Linked DNA regions of Rattus norvegicus: region 1 is linked to region 2. The links are chromatin contacts, called in public Hi-C maps. All regions are on one chromosome and are shown on one strand. The core of a region is the stretch at or near the end of the contact, and the rest is flanking DNA. Distances in the headings are between cores, read along the strand shown. Region 1 holds the start of Lias (lipoic acid synthetase). Region 2 holds the start of Pds5a (PDS5 cohesin associated factor A).

Evidence for each region. Hi-C and Micro-C count contacts between places; a contact is called where the count stands out from the background.
Region 1: a contact with region 2 is called in a Hi-C map of kidney, with 4 times the contacts expected there. The contact joins the promoter of Lias here to the promoter of Pds5a in region 2. A contact is called at or near these places in 7 of 12 Hi-C or Micro-C datasets (the A7r5 cell line, Schwann cells, kidney and 4 more) and 1 of 1 datasets of contacts at active chromatin or transcription factors (oligodendrocytes).

Annotation. Positions count from the first base shown.
Region 1 is chr14:43,243,925-43,250,625 of GRCr8, reverse strand. Lias (lipoic acid synthetase) reads left to right here and starts at 3,203. Exons shown (of 10, transcript NM_001012037.1): 1 at 3,203-3,310; 2 at 3,758-3,927; 3 at 5,371-5,464; 4 at 6,587-6,667. The coding sequence starts at 3,266. The region is part of intron 1 of Rplp2l3 (ribosomal protein lateral stalk subunit P2 like 3); the gene reads left to right. It overlaps Rpl9 (ribosomal protein L9), which reads right to left and starts at 3,036. Exons shown (of 8, transcript NM_001007598.3): 1 at 3,014-3,036; 2 at 2,558-2,604; 3 at 2,355-2,470; 4 at 1,834-1,929; 5 at 927-1,059; 6 at 532-612; 7 at 42-156. The coding sequence starts at 2,603. The coding sequence ends at 50.
Region 2 is chr14:42,901,129-42,908,199 of GRCr8, reverse strand. It overlaps Pds5a (PDS5 cohesin associated factor A), which reads right to left and starts at 1,867. Exons shown (of 32, transcript NM_001083624.1): 1 at 1,727-1,867. The coding sequence starts at 1,861.

The DNA of each region.
Region 1 (6,701 bases), core at 1,954-4,453, 340 kb before region 2:
TACTACATTCATCTGAAACAGTCATAGACATGGGTGCCCACCTGAGGTCTCATTCGTCAGGCTGCTGGACGGTTCCCTTCTCAGAAACATAGATGCCATCCAAAAACTTCCTGATATCCTTGTTTTTAACTGTTGTGGCTTGCTGAATCAGAGCCGCTACACAGGAAGAAGTACACAGCCATTATTTCACTACCAAATTCATCTCAAACAAGGCCAAGTAACTGGAACTCAATCCCTGGAGCCTACACAGTGGAAGGAAGAAGGAGGGACTCCTTCATGGCCCTTGGATCTCAACTGAGCACAGTGGCACACACCCCAATAAACAAAGCCAGCCATGTGCCACCCATTTTGAACTTGAAACACAAACATATAACCATTTCCTATTCATGATACAAAGCACAGTATAAATTGCATACACAACAGATTCACAATGATTTTTTCTTATTTCTCAGAAGTTTTAAAACAGAAATCAGACACAAATTCAGCCTCAAGGCTCAGATAAAATATTATAACAGACATTAATATACACACCTGAATTTGAAACAAGTTCAATATCATTTCCTTCAAGGATTAACTCATCCTTCTGGGCTTGAGAGACAGAACAAGCAACACCTGAAAGAGGTGTATTCAATAGCGTTAACAAGAGAACTCTAAAAATTACAAGAAACAAATCAAGTTCTTTAAGATTCAGAATTGGACTTCTGAACACACTGTTATCACAGATGACAAATGTGACTCCCAGACCCCACAAAAACTGCTGGATCTTACAACTATTTCAACATACTCCCTCTTCAGGAAAAGTTCAAGTGATCAGAACTATGAAGTGCTGAAATACCTTCACCACATCAAACACAACCATTCTATCCAAGACCCAAGGACAACGAACTGTAATAACTTCCCCGTCATCTCCGAAGGTGCACACATACCTGTCCTCATCCGAACCCTCCGGATGTATTTTTCACCCAAGAAATTTCGGATTTCAACCAGAGACCCATTCTCCTGAATAACGACGTTGATAGGGAAGTGAGCATACACAGACCTCATCTTGTAACGGAAGCCCTGGATCAAATAAGCAAGCTGTGAGCAATCTTGAACAAACTCAGTTTTCAGTTCAGGCTGGCCTAGATTCTGAAATTCCTCTTCAGCTTATTAAAGCTCCTGGGGGAAGCTTTGCTTTACCGTCTCCTCAAGAGCACAAAGGGTTTGGGGATTTAGCTCAGTGGTAGAGCGCTTGCCTAGGAAGCGCAAGGCCCTGGGTTCGGTCCCCAGCTCCGAAAAAAAAAAGAACCAAAAAAAAAAAAAAAAAAAAAAAAAAAGAGCACAAGAGCCTCACTTTTGGCATTAGGATATGGTGGAGTTACCATAGACACTACCAGATAATAAAGGACTTCAGACTATTAGGCTAAATAAAAGTCCAAGTTCTTCACGGGAACAGGGAGCAACAGGGAAGCATGATCAATCAGGCACACAAGAGACTTAAAAAACAAGGTGTATTTATGAAACAAACCTCTGCAGCACTAACTGTATTTTGGGAGAAAAGATTTGGAACAGTGACTTCAGATATGCACAAGTCAGACCTTTTCTATCCATTAGTCCCACACACCAACCAGTAATTCTTATCTCCACTATAACATACCTACCAAAAAAACCCTGAAACTGAAGTGTAGGAGCCTGCCCAGCAAATTCTTAGGTTTGATCTGTGGTACACCCCACTCTCCAAAACCTGGGTGTAGTTCGTAAGAGTGTATCCTGCCCCTACACATTTATATTCACAAAACACATCCAAGAAACCTCTTCCAAAGGGTTAAAAAGCATTGTGGGGGGCCGGCTTACCAGTGTCACACCCTTGATCATGTTCTGAACATGACTGCAGATGGTTCTGACAGTGGCCAGTTCCTTCCTGTTACCCCACCACTTGTCAACACGGAGCTGTAACAGAACAAAACTTTAGAATTAAAACAGCATTTCTACCTGGTGCATACAAGAGCATTCAAAAGACACAAATGCACTGTATGTCACAGTGTCACTTGCTCAGGACACAAGAGGGACGGTATACCTCACCCCTAAACCCTGAGAACACAACCAAGTTCACTCAGAGAAGAACTGAGTCTGAAAAGCCACTCAGCCACATGTGGGGAACATCTGTTACCCGGCTTCCCAGCATTGGATTTGACTTTATAATTTCACTGAAGCTAAATCCTAATTTCAAGCACCCAATCGGTATTGTTCAAAGTCACCCCTCTGCCTCCCCCCAGTGCTGGGATTAAAGATGTGTGCCACCTCGCCCGGCCAAAGGCACCAAGCCTCATGCTGTTACAAACACCTGAAGTATCAGAAGATACTGAAGTTCTTACCCTTTTCTTTTTCTTTCCAAGAAGACTCAGCTCTACATTGATGTGATTGAAGTCCCTCCTCAGAGTTCCTCTGGGGCCCTTCACAATGACTGTGCGCCCCTTCAGAGTGATGTCGACTAGAAGAGAAGATGAACTCGTGAGACCCCAGGCAAGGGACTAGAGCATGCAAGAAATATGTCAGAGCAAAGCGTGAAGCCACCTACCATTTTCTGGAATGTCGACAGTCTGATTGCTGAGAATGGTCTTCATTCTGAAACACAAACACCCGGGTAAGAAGGCTGGAGCAGGGAACGTTCTACACCAGACACCGAGCACAGTTCCGCTCCAAACGGAAATCGCCAGCTAGGAAGACAAGCAAGCCGGCAAGACACGAGTGGGTCCGTGACAAGGAGTGGCCTGGGGGTGCATGGGTCGGGAATGAGCGGGCACCAGAGAAGTGTTAGGAAGTCCGGGACGGCGAGCCATGGCGGAATGGCTGCGGCCGGGGTGGGACTGAAAGCCCGAACGCAACTTCTAGCTCGCGCCACCAAATCCAAAGGGCGTATGTCGTGCAGGGGGACAGTCGGGACAAAGATTCGGGGCATCGGGTCCATGCCGCTGGGGTCCCCAAGAGAGGATGGGTTTAGATTCCAAAGGAACGCAGGCCCTAACCTCCTCACCTCGCAGTAGATGGGGCAAAGAGAGAACGTCCTTCGTCATCACGTTCTTGTAATCCGTCAGGGCGCTGGCGTGTTGCGTCACGACCGAGCGACGGTTTAAGGCAAAACTACTCGATCACCGAGCTAGTCGAGTCGCGCAGGTTCGACGATCGCGTATTGCGTCATAAGTAAAGCGACGGACTTTGAGACCCGTCCTGTTCCGGGGGTGCTGGTTCCTCGGTCCCTTGACCCTCCTAAGATCTAAAAGAGGGGATGGCTTTACGCTGCTGGGATGCAGCTCGCAGCCTGGGGTCCCGGGTGAGCGACAGGAACGCCATTGCTTATCTCAAGTTCAAAACCAGGGAAATCGTTCCAGATATCTTTTTTAAAGCCGTGGCATATCTTAAGTATTGCAAACTTGTTAACATATTTTTAATACCCGTCTTAGGAATAGAAGACATGAAGATGTGGCATGTTAAGCCACTTCCTAAGGTTTTCTGATCTATATTTAGCAGTTATATTTGATCTGATCCCTACTTTTTCCCATTCGTCAGGGCTGAGTGTCCATCAGGGTCCCTGTAACCTAGGCTGGCTTGAAACTAAATTCTTAGATCAATTCTTAGAGTCCTCCTCACTCTGCCTCCTCTGAGTGCTAGATTACATGTTTGTGGCTTGCGGTTCTTCCACCCTGAGCCTTTTTCAGATTCTGATGAGTAGTTAAATCGTTTTACATAATTTCTGAATCAGTTCTTTGGCTTTCTGTAGATATTTGGAAGATATGCGTGCTCGGTTAGAGCATTAAGTTCTTTGCCAGATGAGAAAAAGAAATTTTTGCATAATGGGCCAGACCTTCAAGATTTTGTATCTGGTGATCTTGCAGACAAGAGTACCTGGGATGATTATAAAGGAAACTTAAAGCGCCAGAAAGGAGAAAGGTAATTGAATATGAGAGACCATTTTGATTTTGTGCACTGTTTTTAATCAAGCTTTGAATAGATTTTTCTGCACCCTTTGACCATTTTTCTTTGTCCTTCATAAAATGACCTGACCATTTTATACTGCCATATCCCATTTTATATCTAGCGTCTACTTGAGAAAGTATAGGTTTTCCTCTTGATAAACCTATTTATTTACCTTATTTATTTATTTGGGTTTTTGGAGATAGTTTCTCCATGAAACCCTAACCCAGGCTGGCCTCAAAACTGAGATCTACCTGCCTGAGATCCCAGGCGCTGGGATTAAAAGTGTATACCTCCACCCCCAGCTCTAATGTTCCTTTCCTGAGAAAGTTTACATATAGCCTATGGTTATTTAGTTGGTTTGGTTTTTGTTTGTTTGTTTGTTTTTGATGATGTACAGTTGCCTGCATACAGAAGGCTTTGGATGCCAGATTCATAACACACAATAAGCAAATAGTAACAGAAGCGTGGTGGGGATTTGGTGTACAGTGTTGTTTTCAAAAATACTTATCCAGGGGCTGGGGATTTAGCTCAGTGGTAGAGCGCTTACCTAGGAAGCGCAAGGCCCTGGGTTCGGTCCCCAGCTCCGGGGGGGGGGGGGGGAAGCTAAAAATACTTATCCAGGGGGCTGGAGAGATGGCTCAGTGGTTAAGAACATTGACTGCTCTTCCATAGGTCCCGAGTTCAATTCCCAGCAACCACATGGTGGCTCACAACCATTTGTAATGGGATCTGATGCCCTCTTCTGGTGTGTCTGAAGATAGATACAGTGTACTCATATATAAATAAAATGAATAAATAAAAAAATACTTCTCAAACAGCTTCTAGATCAGGGAAAACTAGGGATATAGCTTCCATTCCAAAGGTTAGACCTGTCTTTTTTGTTGGTTTTTTTCATTTCATGGCTTAAGTCAGAGTTTATATAGTCTGGGCTAGCCTTGAAATTACTATGTAGTTAGATTTGACCTTGAACTCCTGATTCTCCTACCTATTTGGATTAAATTGTAGCAACACAGATGTGAACCACTGAAATTAGCAAATTGTCTCCCTTATTAATGACTAGAGCCTAGAATGCAGGATAGATAGTGTGCACTTGGGTTCTTTCCTTATTCTGAGTTACTGTAGTAATTTGTAGTATTCACAGGGAAGAATATGCTAAAAGGCATATCCTTCCTTTAATTAGAACAGTATAGCAATGTACGTTTGAAGGTAGCTATAAGCATTGCACCCACTTCGACTCCATTATCAGTGTTTTCTAAAGCAGCTTAAACAGACCGAAATTTGAGTCTTTGTTCTTATTACTATAAAGGAAATGAGTTAGTTCAGAAATATGGAAAAGGCTATCCTGGGAATCTGCTAGAGCAAAGGTACATGCTTTCCACAGGTTGGTAATGGACCGTTCTCTCTGGCTTTCCCTAGGTTAAGACTACCTCCGTGGTTAAAGACAAAGATACCCATGGGTAAAAATTACAATAAGCTGAAAAATACGTTGCGGAATTTAAATCTCCACACAGTAAGAGTGTATTTCCTCTTTGTCTCACCCAGCATCTGTACTGTTTCCCCATATTTGTAAAGGGTTTTTTTTTTTTTGAGGGTTTTTTGTTTTGTTTTGTTTTGGGTTTTTTTTTTGTTTTTTTTGTTTGTTTTTGTTTTTGTTTTTTGAGATACAGTCTCATTAGGTGGCATAGGCTGGTCTGGAACTCACTGTATAGGCCTGTTTGTTCACAAACTTGTGATTCTCCTGCCTTACCTTCCCGGGTACTCAGATTATAAAATGGGTGGTGCCAGATGAGATGAGAAAGAATTGATTGATGAGTGTATAAAAGCAGCAAAGAGAGCAGATAAAGATGAAAAGTGAAGTGTTCTCAACAGTAATTAAAAGGTACATAGACGATTAGGGTGGGAGTGCATCCCAGTGTCGTCTCGTGTGTAAAAGCCAAGTCTAATTTTCCTACAAGACAAAAAAAGGTGATTAATTTCTTCTGAACTCTGTGGGAAGCATAGGCAGTCGTTTAGATAATCTGACTGTGGGCTGCAGAGATGGCTCAGTGGTTAAGAGCACTGACTGTTCTTCCAGAGAGCCTAGGTTTGATTCCTAGCACCCACATGGCAGCTCATAACCATCTCTAGTTATGGTATGAAATCAACTCTAGTTTCAGGGGATCTAACACTCACTCTCTTCTGGACTGTTTTGACGCAAGGCATGCATGTGGATCACAGGCATACATGCAGGCAAAAAAATCTATACATACAAAATTATAATAAAAATAATTTTTGTTTTTCCTTTTTTTTTTTTTTTCTCTTTTCTTTTTTTTCGGAGCTGGGGACCAAACCCAGGGCCTTGCGCTTGTTAGGCAAGCGCTCTACCACTGAGCTAAATCCCCAATCCCCTTTTTTGGTTTTTTGAGACAGTGTTTCTGTGCATAGCCCTGGTTGTCCTGGAGCTCACTACGTAGACCAGGCTGGCCTTCATATCCTCCTGCTGCTGCCTCCCAAGTGCTGGCACTAAAGGCATGCACCATCACCACCCAGCTACTAAAATAATCTCAAAAAAAAAGGACCACTAAAGAACCTAATACTCCATTGTTGGTAGGTCGGTCCTTTCAATCTGATGCATCGTTTCCCTTTTTCACAGGTATGTGAGGAAGCCCGATGTCCAAACATCGGAGAGTGTTGGGGAGGTGGGGAATATGCCACCGCCACAGCCACGATCATGGTAAGGCAACCTGGCCTCTACAGCTTAGTTCAGG
Region 2 (7,071 bases), core at 618-3,117:
AGGGTGGGGAAAAAGAACCCACAAAGTAGCAAAGACCAGCTTCAGTGCCTACATACCTACACATAAACATTCATGCACGCACACACACACACACACACACACACACACACACACAAAATAGTCTCACATTTTTTTAAAAAAGGCTTTAGTTGAACCTGGTGGCACATGTCTATATTCCCAACACTTCAAAGTTCTTCAGAGAACAGAGAGAAGTTGAGACCAGCTTTATCTACTGAGCAAGTTTTAGGCCAGACCCTGTCTTGAAAGCAACAGAAAGATTTCTCTGCTTTAGACTGAGGTATAGCTCAGTGATAGAGCACTGCCTGCACGTGTCCCCACCTCCACACCCAGAAAAAGGAATGGAAGGAAAACAGAGAAGATGCCTTTTAATTAAAGAAGCTAGGTCTTTCAAAAGACCAACAAATAGAAACTAAAACACAGAAACACTTTTTTTTTTTTTTTGGTTCTTTTTTTCGGAGCTGGGGACCGAACCCAGGGCCTTGCGCTTCCTAGGTAAGCGCTCTACCACTGAGCTAAATCCCCAGCCCCACAGAAACACTTTAAACACATAATATTTACTAGGTACTATGCTCAATTCTAAGATCAGGCCCTAAAAATACATTTTACAAAGTTGCATAAGGCAGAAACACTGTCAACAATGTTTCCTGCCTAGCCTTCCACCACATTTGACTTTAACTTTGAAGTGTGCCTTTTAGCATAATGGTTCTCAACCTTCCTAAGGTTGCCTCATGTTGTGGTGACCTCTAACAAAATAATTCCATTGCTACTTCATAACTATAATTTTGCTACTGTTATGAATCATACAGGATATCAGACAGTTAACCTGTGGGAAAGGGGTCCTGACCCACAGGTTGAGAACCACTGTTGTTAGCAGGGCATGGTTACAGCTCTAGTGTTTTGGAAGTGGAGGCAGGAAGACTGTTAAGTTCAAGAATAGCTAGGTTACATGTCCTCTTTCAAACAAGTCACCTGAGCCATTCTTTGTCTCCCCACTGCCAATGCCCTACTTCCAATAGTTTAAGATCTTTCACAGACTACTGATAGCTCCTTACAGGGCTCTGCCTCATCGTCTCCCTACTCCACCCAAGCCAACTGTGACAACCAAAATGACTGTTAAGATTGCCGACAATAAACAAACAAACAAACCTCACAGAATATCAACAATCCAGTCCTCAACTTTCTTGGGTTCTAAAATAAAATCACCATTTCTCTTTAAGCTCAAATTCTGAAAAATCTGTACATTGTATGAAGTTTAGCCCATGTATAGTTAGGCTTCCAGACATTAGGAAATCATGAGAATCTAAGGGAGAAAAAATATGGCTGCTTGTGCTCAAATCAGTCTTTTTTGGAGCCGATGAAAATAGGAACTTTCGTGGGTAAATCACTACACCTAAGGGTATGAGTTGCTTAAACAATATTCATTAAAGAAAAAATAACCAAAGGGAAGCAACTAAACCATGTGTTCTTATGCGCAATAAACAGAACAGAAAAATGATCACACTCTTTAAATTTCCCATGCTACTATGTCTTTTCAGAACTTATCCAAAGATATCGCCAAGTTTGAACAATACTTTTCCGGGACGGTGAAGATATCTTTAAAAACTTAGTACTAAAAACTCCAAAGGCCAGGTTGAGTAGTCAAATGAAACCACATGAGTCACAAAAGCCATCCAGAGCACAGAAGAATATCGACCCAGACCCTTACCTTCAAACGTTTGATCATTTCGTCGGTGGTGATCTTGTCCGTGATCTCTTTTACTCCCGGAGGGTAAGCGATCTTCCCGTCCGCACTCACGACGCCACAGAGGGCCGTGGCAGGCTTCGGCTGCGTGAAGTCCATCCTGGGGGATAACTTTTCTTTCACAGTCCTCTACCGGCCTCTATCGGTCAGAAAATCAAAGTTCAGCGGGAAAGGGGCGACTTTGTAACCTCTTTTTCATTTCAAAAATCTCTAATCTGGAAAGGGCCCTTTCTTCCCCCCGAGGCCAGGGACCCCGTCACTCGCTCCTTCCCAGGGTTCGGACCCCGCAGGCGTCCGCCACCCCCACCCGCGCCAGCCCGGGTGCCACGGGGTTCTCGGCTGCAGCAACCCCGGCCGCGAGAGGCGCCGAGCAGCTCCCGGAGTTTCCTAGCCCTCTTTTCACAATGAAATGTACCCCCGAGCACCTAGGTCGGAAGTTTGGTGGCCTCCGGGGGTCAGCTCGGACCCAACGGCCCCAGCTCGGCTCAGGAGAAGCGGCCCGGTCCCCGCCTGGCCGGTCACCTCCGGGAAAGGAGACTCGAGGCCTAGAGGGTTCAGCTTAGGCCGCAAAACTAGGTACCCAAGAGGACCCACGCGCGGCGTCGGCGCCCAGGAGCAGAACGCCGTGGCCGTGCCCAGCCCTGGGCCCCCGGCGTCCCCGCCGCGCGGCCGTCCCTCTCCGGCCAGCCGGCCACCCCCGCCAGCCGCCCGCGGCCCGAGCCCCGAGCCAGGAAGCGGAGGACCCGGCTCCGCACTTCACATTTTGTTCCGTAACTTCAGCAACCGAGCCCGGCGGCGTCTCAAGCCTCTCGGTCGCCCGGCGCTACTCTGCACCGCCGAGGCCTGAGCCACGGCTCCGGGCAACCCCGCCGGGCCTCAGCGCGCGCCCTCCCCTGCGGTCTCCCCTTCCGTCCCTCCCTCGCCGCCGCCGAGGGCGCGAGCCCGGCCGCCGCTTTACCTCCTCCTCATGCGGACGGACGGTGCAGCGAGCGCCGGGCCTCTGTCAGGTGGTTGCGCCGCCGCCGCCGCCCCTCGTCGGGCTGCACACAAAGCGGCTCCGTGGGTCCCGCCGCCGCCGCCGCCGCCGCCCGCCCGCCCCGGAGCGGCGCTGGGGCTGGCGGTGCCGAGGAGCAGCCGCCGCGGGGGGAGACGCGGGCCGAGCGTGCGCCGGCCGGGGCGACACTGCCGCTCTCCGTCGGGCTGAGGAAGCGCAGCCTCGGCCGCGGCTCCTCCGAGAGCCCGCGCGCGGGTGCACGCCCGCGCGTCCCCCGCGCCCGCCCGCACCTCGCGCCCACCCGCACCAGACGCCCTCTCGCCGCGGCGCGCTCCCGGCTGCCCGTGCCCCGCGGAGCCGGAGCGTCGCGCACACCCAGAGCCCGTCACGCGAGCGGCGCGAGAGCCCGCGAGAGCACCGCGCACCTCGCTCCCGCCCCTTCTTCCGCCGGCCGAGCTCCCGCCTCCCTCGAACCCGACGCGGCCGCGCGCCTGGTGGACAGCGCCGCCATCCGTTTGGCGCCAAGACCTGCCCGCGCGGGCGCCTCCGGGAGGCCGGCAGCCGAGCGGGCGCGCGGAGGAGGAGCCCTGTGGCGGGAAGCGGACCCCGGAGGCGCCGGCTTGTGATGCTCCTGTTCCCCGCCGAGTCCGGGACTCTTGAAGGCTTGTCTGGTGGGGACGTGACCGGACTGGTTGAGAAATGGTTAATACCTCGGAGAAACTGCTGGTTTCCCCTGCAAACAGCTCTAGAAGCCGAGGCAAAGTTTTACAACTCGGCAGAACGTGGGCTGCTCATTCTCTTGTGTTCTGAGAGTCGCCCGAGGTCGCTGCCGACGACCTTAGACTCCTACCATTAAGATTTTCAAAGCTGCAAAATAGGAAGTTGGCATTCGCTCTCAAGCTATGGTTCCTGAGTTTCTGGCCTTCCATTTGGCTACGGGCTGAAAACACAGATCAGGGTTCCTGATGGTGAAACCCAGAAAAAAGAAAGAGAAAGGGTGTTTTTACAGATTTGCAAATTACCTATGTGAATCTGAGACCTCGTGTTTTTTTTTTCCCCTTAAGTAGTGAATACACCAAAGCTTTACTTTTTCTTTCCTCGAAAAGAAAGGATTGCCAGGGAAAACTCAGTGCAGCGGTTTAAGGTAAATATTAAACGAATGAACCTGAACAATACACTAATAACTTGAGGAAACGACTTTAAAAACAATAAGCAGGGGGGCTGGGGATTTAGCTCAGTGGTAGAGCGCTTACCTAGGAAGCGCAAGGCCCTGGGTTCGGTCCCCAGCTCCGAAAAAAAGAACAAAAAAAAAAAAAAAAAAAGAATTAGCTACGTTGTTTAAAAAAAAAAACAAAAAACAATAAGCAGTATGGGGTTGTGACTCTGAGCTGAAGGCTCCCTGGTCAATTGAACTAGCTCCAGGACAGCAGAGAGCCAGGGCAACAAAGAAACCCTGTCTCAAAAACAATTAAAAATAAGTAAATAAAAATAAGCTGGACAGTTAGGGTTCACGCCTTTCAATGGGAGGCAGAGGCAGGCAAATCTTTGAGTTCGCGGATAGCCTGGTCTACAGAGGAAGCTCCAGGATGGCCAGAGAAACCCTGTCTCAACAAAACAAAAAGAAGAAGCTGTGCGATTGTTGAGTTTATGCATTGTTCTTTAAAATACTCTCCTTTGAACTGGCCTAGGGTTGCAGCTATTCAAGAGATTTAGGCAAGGAGATTTTTTTGAGCCTAAGATTTCTAGCCCAAGGGGCTGGAGAGATAGCTCAATGGTTAAGAGCATCAACTGCTCTTCCAGAGGTCCTGAGTTCAAATTCCAGCAACCACATAGTGGCTCACAACCATTTGTAATGAGATCTGATATCTTCTGGTGTGTCTAAAGACAGCAACAGTGTACTCATATACATAAAATAAATAAATCTTAAAAAAAAAAAAAAAAAGCACTGACTGCAGAGGTCCTGAGTTCAATTCCCAGCAACCACATGGTGGCTCACAACCATCTGTAATGGGATCCTATGCCCTGTTCTGAAGACAGCTACAGTGAACTCCCATACATAAAATAAATAAATAAACTTTAAAGAAAAAGAGAGAGAATGATTTCTAGACCAGCTAGTAATATGTAGCAGGGAGGAAGAGACAGTCTCCTCTGATATGCCAGGGGTCCAGTACTTGGGAAGCCTTAGGTTTGGAAGACCTAAGGAATAAAAACATGAGGGGGGAAAATGTACTGTTTTTTGAGGCAGGGTCCTACTATATCCTGAGACCAGCCTGGAACTTACTATATAGCCCAGGCTGGCTCCTCACTCTTCCTGTCTCCACCTCTGGAGTATGGGATTGCAGATAGGCACCCTTATATACCATTATGCCCAGCAACTATCAATTATTGAAAGGTATTCTTGTGTATAGGAAGGTAAAAATATAAGTATACAATGTATTACTTTGTTATTATTATTTGTCTAAGTCACTGTTTTACTGTTGTGGAGAGAAATCACCAAGGCAATTTTTTTTTAAGATTTATTTATTATATGTAAGTACACTGTAGCTGTCTTCAGACACACCAGAAGAGGGTATCAGGTTCTATTACAGATGGTTGTGAGCCACCATGTGGTTGCTTGGAATTGAACTCAGGACCTCTAGAAGAGTACCCGGTGCTCTTAACCACTGAGCTATCTCTCCAGTCCTCCACCAAGTCAATTCTTATAAAAGAAAACATTTAATTAGGGCCTTGCTTTCAGTTTGAGAGGCTTAGTCCATTTTCATATCTGAAAGCATGGAGGGAAGCAGAAGACAGACACTGGGCCTAGTGTGGACTTTGGAAACCTTAAAAGTCACCCCCAGAGATGCACTTCCTCTAACAAGGCTAAGCCTAATCCTTTCAGATAGTGCCATTCCCCTGTGACTAAGCATAAACACATAAACCTATAGCGACCATTCTTACGCAAACCTCCTATTACCGTATAATTTTGTAAGCTTCCAAAGGAGAGTAAACCCTGAGATTTGTAACACAATTGGAGCAGATTGCAACACTCTTTAGAGTCTGTAGCCCAAGCCAGCTTTTTATTTATTTCTATATTAAAAGGAAAGTTTATTGGGTTACTTATAAGAATCTGAGTAAGGGACTCTCTATAGGAACAAAAGGTCCCAGAAGGACTGACTGACCAATAGCAACTGACAATAGAAAGTTTTGCTTTCACATTATTCAATATAGTGGCCACTAGCCATGATCCTACAGAAATAATGACTTTTAATTTAATTGAAAAAAAAAAGTTTAAGGGATGGGATCTCACTATGTTACCGAAATATGTCCTGGAGTTCTAGGCTCAAATAAATCCCTCTCGTCTCCGCCTCTTTAGCAGCCTGAACTACAAAATGCTTTACTGATTATTTTAAAATATCTGTAGTAGGGGTTGGGGATTTAGCTCAGTGGTAGAGCGCTTGCCTAGCAAGCGCAAGGCCCTGGGTTCGGTCCCCAGCTCCGAAAAAAAGAAAAGAAAAAAAAAATATCTGTAGTATAAAGTGCTGGGGATGATCGTTGATACAGTGCTTGTCTAACATGCCCAGCACCACATAAAATTGAGTCTGGTGGCCCAGGCCTATAATCCCATCACTCTAGCAGGAGGGTCAGATGTTCAAAGTCCTCCTCAGCTACATATCTAATTCAAGGCCAACCTGAGCCACACAAGACTGAGTCAAAAAAAGACAAAAGTCAAACAGAAAAGAGAATGAAAGAGAAGAAGAATGCCTTCTACCTATCAGTGTGTGTGTGTGTGTGTGTGTGTGTGTATGTGTATATGTGTGTATGTGTGTGTGTGCATGTGTTTATGCCTATATGTATGTGTGTATGTGTATGTATATGTGTGTGTGCGTATGTGTATGTGTGTGTATATGTGTGTGTGTATAAGTGTGTGTTTATGCATGTACACCTATAACCTTCTATTATTGGTTCTCAACCTTCCTAATGCTGAGAACCTTTTATATATTTCCTCATGCTGTGGTGACCCCCCAACCATAACATTATATTGTTGGGACATTACTGTAATTTTGCTACTCTTATGAATCGTAATGTAAATATCTGAAAATGTAACTCCAAAGGGGTTGTGACCCAGCGTTTGAGAGCTACTGACCATGTACCCAATGAGTTTAATTAGAGCTGCTTACAGTAGGAGCATAGATGAAGGACTGTGTATGGGAGCAAGGGCAACTTACCAGTGGCTCTGCCACTCTTCTTCCCCTAACAACTATTAACTACCTGTACAGAGCTTAGGGAAGTATGGGACCTCGTGAACACTTCACCCCGAAACAGGATGATTTCT